Regions from separate parts of the Rattus norvegicus genome. Here region 2 is linked to region 1. A link is a contact called in public Hi-C data. All regions are on one chromosome and are shown on one strand. Each heading gives the region's core, a stretch centred on a gene start, on an enhancer-like site or on the middle of the called end of the contact. The rest is flanking DNA. Distances are from core to core; before and after follow the strand shown.

Region 1 (2,700 bases), core at 2-2,501:
CATCCCCTTATGCTGGGGCATCAAGCCTCCACAGGACCAAGGGCCTCCCCTCCCACTGATGTCAGATAAAGCCATTCTCTGCTACATATGTATCTGGAGCCATAGTTCTCTCCATGTACACTCTTTGGTTGGTACTTTAGTCCCTGGGAGCTCTGGGTGGTCCAGTTAGTTGACATCGTTCTTCATTTGAGATTGCAATCTCCTTCAGCTCCTTCAGTCATTCCCCTCCCTAGCTCTTGCATTGGGGTCCCCTGGCTTAGTCTGATGGCTGGCTGTGAGTGTCTGCATCTGTATTTGTCAGGTGCTTGTAGGACCTCTCAGCGAACAGCTGTGTCAGGCTCCTATCAGCAAGCACTTCTTGGATTTAGCAATAGTGTGGGGTTGGTGTCTGCAGATGGATCCCTAGGTGGGGGGACTCTGGATGGCTTTTCCTTCAGTTCTGTTCCATTTTTTTGTCCCTGTCATCCTTTTGGACAGGAACATTTCTGGGTTAAAAAATTTGAGATGGATGGGCAGCCTCATCCCTCAACTGGGGGCCCTGCCTATTTACTGGCGGTGGTCTATACAGGTTCTTTCTTCCTTCCTTTCTTCCTTTCTTTCTTTCTTTCTTTCTTTCTTTCTTTCTTTCTTTTTTTCAAGCAAGTAGGCAAAGTCCTGCGTTTTCACCCCTTTATCTCAGAGTCCCCTGAACCATGTAAACTGTTCTCTGGCAAACTGCAAACATGGCCATAAATCCCGAGTTGTGTGCTTGACTTGGGTTTGCACTGGCTAAAGAACATGGTCAAAATGACAACCCAGCAGATTCGGGTCTAGGGAGCAACCTTGCACACATTTTTCTCATTCTGCAAAGATTTGTGACAATGTCTTCCAAAGGACTGGGTTATTGCCATGCAAAGGAAAGTGATAAACTCCATCCTCAAGTCACCTTTCACGTGTTTATTCTCTTCTGTGTGAATAATTGTTTTCCCTAACATAATAACCTTTTTAGGCACAGAAAGGTTCAATGACCTTCTCTGAGGTGCCGGGAGAGCCAGAGTGCCTGCTTTGGCAGTGTCTTGGTTTATTCCCGTGTTCAGGGCCTCTGGGCCGAATCACCTGTCTAGGCTGCTGGCTGGCCACTGTGCTGCTTCTCCACCACAGGCCCAGCGCAGCTGCTGGTTTTTTCCAAAGCCCTCTTTTCTCAGAGCTGTTAGGTAGGAGGCCTGTACGTTCTCACAGCCTGTGCCAGTGACATATGTGTCTGTTAGGGACTCTAGCGCAAAGCTGGCCTAAGATAGAAGGCTCACCAAGAATACTGCAGATGCCTCAGCCAGAGAATATGTGGAGCTTTCAAGTCAGCAGAATGCAGAGTAAACAACAGACCTTAGAGTGAGGCAGCATGCTCAGCCGTGGCTTTGCTTCTCGGCTGATTACATGGCCTTGGGAGAGATTGTTTGCCTATGTTTTCATACCTTTCTGCTGTCCCTTTAACTCTCAGATACCAGGATTCAAGGATGCAAGGGTTAAAGAAAGCTTTATAAAAAAGAAAAGCTCTCTCTCTAAAAAGAAAAAAAAAAGGGAAAAGAAAAAGAAAAAAAGGGTAAGGTCTAATTAAAGCAAATCCCTACAGATCAAAACAATGATTCTCCTGAAGCACCATCCCCCTGGGAACTTGCTACATATGCGCCCGGTGCCAGCCCCACTCGAGCCCTCTGTACATGAACGGGAACTTCGTTAAGTGGGGGCCTGTAGTCTGTGCTCCCAGGAGATTTGGCACCGATTTGGAGTGCAGGCTTGCTGATTTAAAGCCGTATCAATGAGAGAAAACATGACACCCTTATTTATGTAAACTAAGTGCCATAGTGTTCCACAATTTTCCTCAAAATGAAGGGAACAAGAAAAATAAAGGAGAAAACAACTATAATTAATGTGCCAACCTTACCTTTCTGTAGGAGCTAAGCAAAGTGATACTTTGAATCAGTAGCCAGAACTAAGCTCTCAGCTGCATGCTTTATGGGTACTAGCAGGGGCGGGTTCTTGTGGCCTGTTAGCCTAGGGGAGTTTTCACAGAAATGCTGTCTTCCCCTCTCATCCTGTCATCCCTTAAGCTGACTCCTTACTCTTCCCTCCACAGGTAGACTCAGACCTTTCTCCATGCTGCAAAGGGTCTTCCATCATAGTTCTATAACACATGGCTCAGTCACTGCCAGGCAATGTTTGTCACAACGTATTTGGTGCATACCAGACCTAAACTCACCGCTGAGCACTAGTGTCTCAGACGGACATATATACAGCTCAGGCAACTTTGAAATGGGTGTGGCTCACATCATGGACAATACCTGGGAGCTAGCTAAAGAAGCCACATCCTCCTCAGTACTCTTGGCTGAAAACTTTCATTAAGAACTTAGTACTCAAGATGCCCTGGGGGTGGGCTTCATTCTTGGAGTTGTTGCTGGCTAAATGGGGGTGATTGCAGACACTGCAAATTCCAGTATTATACTTTGAGTGGGAAGGCTCCAGGTTGCAGGCAAGGCAGACTCTTAGACATAGTATTTCAAGCTAGATTGGTTTGAACCTTCTGGACTGACATACAGTCTACTACTGCCCAGCAGGCATGGTCCCATGAGTCTGTCTGAGTCTGTAAGGCAAGGGCCTGAAACCCAAAGCTAAATGGGCTGAGATGCAAGCGTGAGGTGCAGAAACAGTTAGCTTGTTTTGTTG
Region 2 (2,700 bases), core at 165-2,664, 120 kb before region 1:
TTAGTTCTTCTTAGTTCAGATAACCCATATTCTTGATAAAAAAAAAACCCATAGGGATGCAATTGTCCTATGTCTAGATAGTACTCGCATTATCATATAAGCCCACTTGAGCCCACCTAATATCAACATATCTACCCCGTGTTAAAAACAAAAAATTACAGTGTTCGTGTCATAATGGAGGCTAAGTGACCGTTTTTAAAAGTATGCTTTCTTTTTCTGTTTTTCTGTTTTTCTGTTTGTTTTGTTTTGTTGCTTTTTTTTTCTTAACCAAGGCACAGGGAGAAATACAGAAGGCTTCTACAAGTAGTCTGTTATTTCTTGAAGCTACGTGGGAGGTGAGGAAGAGAGCAGGCAATTGTCTGTAAATAAATCCCCGATGACAGGATTTATTCTTCTGCCTTTCTTTTAATCTATCACGCCAGCTTTATTAAGACTTTCTCTAAGATCTGGATCTCAGAGAGAAAATTTGGCCTCCAGCCCTAGCCAGGCGGCTCTGCAGCAGGTAATGCGGCGCTGCAGCCGGATCGCTGTCCGCGGTGCTGAAAGGTCAGGGCGCCGACACGGGCGCCGAGCACTCCTGTCCAGGGTGCTGAGCTCCCTCCACGCACCCCAACAGCCTAGCCCACCGCGCTAACCCCCTAGAGCTTTGCCACTCTGCAGCCCCTTCCCGCCTGCAGCTGACTTGGGGCAGGCGGCATAAATCAAGTCTGTGGGACGTGGAGGCTGCTACCGTTGCGGCAGCTCAGCTTGCCCAGGGCGGGAACTACCCCCCTTCTCCTTTCGCCTCCCCAGCGCCCACACCCTGCCTTCTCATCTCCCTTGGGTAGCAGTGCCCTAAACACTACAGTCATAATCATAGGGTTGGAACGAACGACAAGATCATGTTTTGCTTTTAAATTCTAGTCTACAGGAAAAAAAACCGCAAGCCTAATAACCTAAACATATCTCAAAACTGCATCGCAAGATGGAAGAGGGTCCCACGGCTGCTTCAAAAGAGTAAGTTATTATTCTATACACATCCTCGCTATTTTTTCCACCACTCCACCTGCAGTGTCCCCATTCACTCCTTCTCCCAACAGCTCACCTGAAAAATACTTTTATGTGGCCCCAGGCAAGAATCTAGGCAGACGAGCACACAGGGAATACCGCACCCTAAGTGCACCACTACTTGTATTTACCCAGGCTCACTTGGGCTGCCAGCTGCAGTCCCTTCTGTGTATGCAGCCATGCAGGGCCAGGGCCAGGATCGGAGGAGGGGGCTCTTTACCTTGTCTTCTTCAGAGGATGCTGTCCGCTGATCCCTGCAGGTAGCAAGAGTGGAGGAGCCGCCGGGTAGGGAGGGAAGGAAAGACAGCTCCAGACCTCCCCGAGGTTTCGTCTTCAATGCAACGTGAGCTCTGCCCTCATCAAAGATGGCCGTTCCTTTGACGTCAGCAGCTTTTAATAGCCGGCTCCTCGAGGGGCGGGGAGGAAGTGTGATGGGGGAGGGCGGAGGGAGGAAGGTGGCTGGGGGCGGTAGGGGAGGAGCCGGGAGGTGCGGAGCGCTTGACTCAGCTCCCCGAGCGCTTTGCAGCAAACCTTTTTATTTCAATCTTTTATAAACATCCAAATGGAGCGATTCTTTTGACTCCATTTTAGCACTGTCTTGGGAAACACACATTTCTTGCGACTGTTTTCCTGATGGCCTATGCCTTTCCTTGTGTGTGCATGCATATGTGAATATATGTATGTATATAGGTGTGTTTGGAATGTATATACAATTACAATAATGTAAATACATACATATTTATATGTAAAACGTTCCCCTGATGATTTGTCTTTGGTTGAGTCACAGACACGAGAGGAAGGTAAAGGAATAGAAGGGTAACGATATGAGGGATTGGGATAGATTTCTGTTGTGATTTATTTTCTCCAGAGAAGGGGGTCTGTCTGAAGAGGCATTCCCCTTGGCTCTCACCAGCTCCTTGCCTGACCAGGTTACTTAGGTTGCTATTTTTATGAGTAGTTATTGTATTAAAGCAGCATTGCGGGTTTAGTGTTCTCATTTAATCATAGCCAGTTGGGGAAAGGCTCACACTTTTCTTTTAAAGTACGTCAGAGCAGTTATCGCCAAGATAACGCTGGAGATGGGAAAAGGGAGAGGGAAGCTAGTTAGCCCTGCTAGTTTGCCTTTGCGGTCTCAGGGCTTTGAGTTGTGAGTTGTTTGCTCAGGGCTTATAGATGACTAGATGACGCTGTATCCGGTTGAATTTGCAGTCCGGACCTAGGATGATGTTCGGGTTTCTTAGACCATGTCCAGAGGACGAAGCATGCATGTCCAGACATCAGGAGGGAAGGTGGCTAGGACCTGACAGAAATCTGGAGTGTCACTCACTCATTACACAAGCCCCTGGCACTTGCAGTGGCCAAACCACTGAAGCTCGGGGGGAGGGGGAGGGGGAGGGGGCTGGAATGAGCAAGAACGTCCACTTCTGCTGGTTCAGATGAAAGATTAGAAGTAATAACCACACAACATAATCCTGTCTTCGCTTGTCGTGCGTCAGGAGCCGTCAGGAGCGGTCAGGAGCTGGGGAGGGCGGGCGGCGATATGCAAATAACTCGGTGGTGCAGCCTCTGGATGATTCACAGGTGTTGGGGAGGTTGTCCGGGTTCTAGGCAGTGAGGGAGAGCTGGGGAGCGCGTGGGAGGTGGGGGACCTCT

The links. Hi-C and Micro-C count contacts between places; a contact is called where the count stands out from the background.
Region 2: a Hi-C map of frontal cortex shows a contact between it and region 1, with 3 times the contacts expected there. The contact joins the promoter of Snap25 here to the enhancer-like site in region 1. A contact is called at or near these places in 2 of 12 Hi-C or Micro-C datasets (the A7r5 cell line and frontal cortex).

What each region holds. Positions count from the first base shown.
Region 1 is chr3:144,374,447-144,377,146 of GRCr8, reverse strand. The region is part of intron 2 of LOC108350472 (a long non-coding RNA gene); the gene reads left to right. Among named protein-coding and RNA genes, the nearest start is that of Ankef1, 75 kb to the right of the region's middle. Within about 2 kb of position 1,251, at least 22 of the 93 cell types and tissues checked have an H3K27ac peak or open chromatin away from gene starts, as enhancers often do.
Region 2 is chr3:144,493,309-144,496,008 of GRCr8, reverse strand. It overlaps Snap25 (synaptosome associated protein 25), which reads right to left and starts at 1,414. Exons shown (of 8, transcript NM_030991.3): 1 at 1,268-1,414. It overlaps LOC108350472 (a long non-coding RNA gene), which reads left to right. Exons shown (of 3, transcript XR_010064909.1): 1 at 1-996.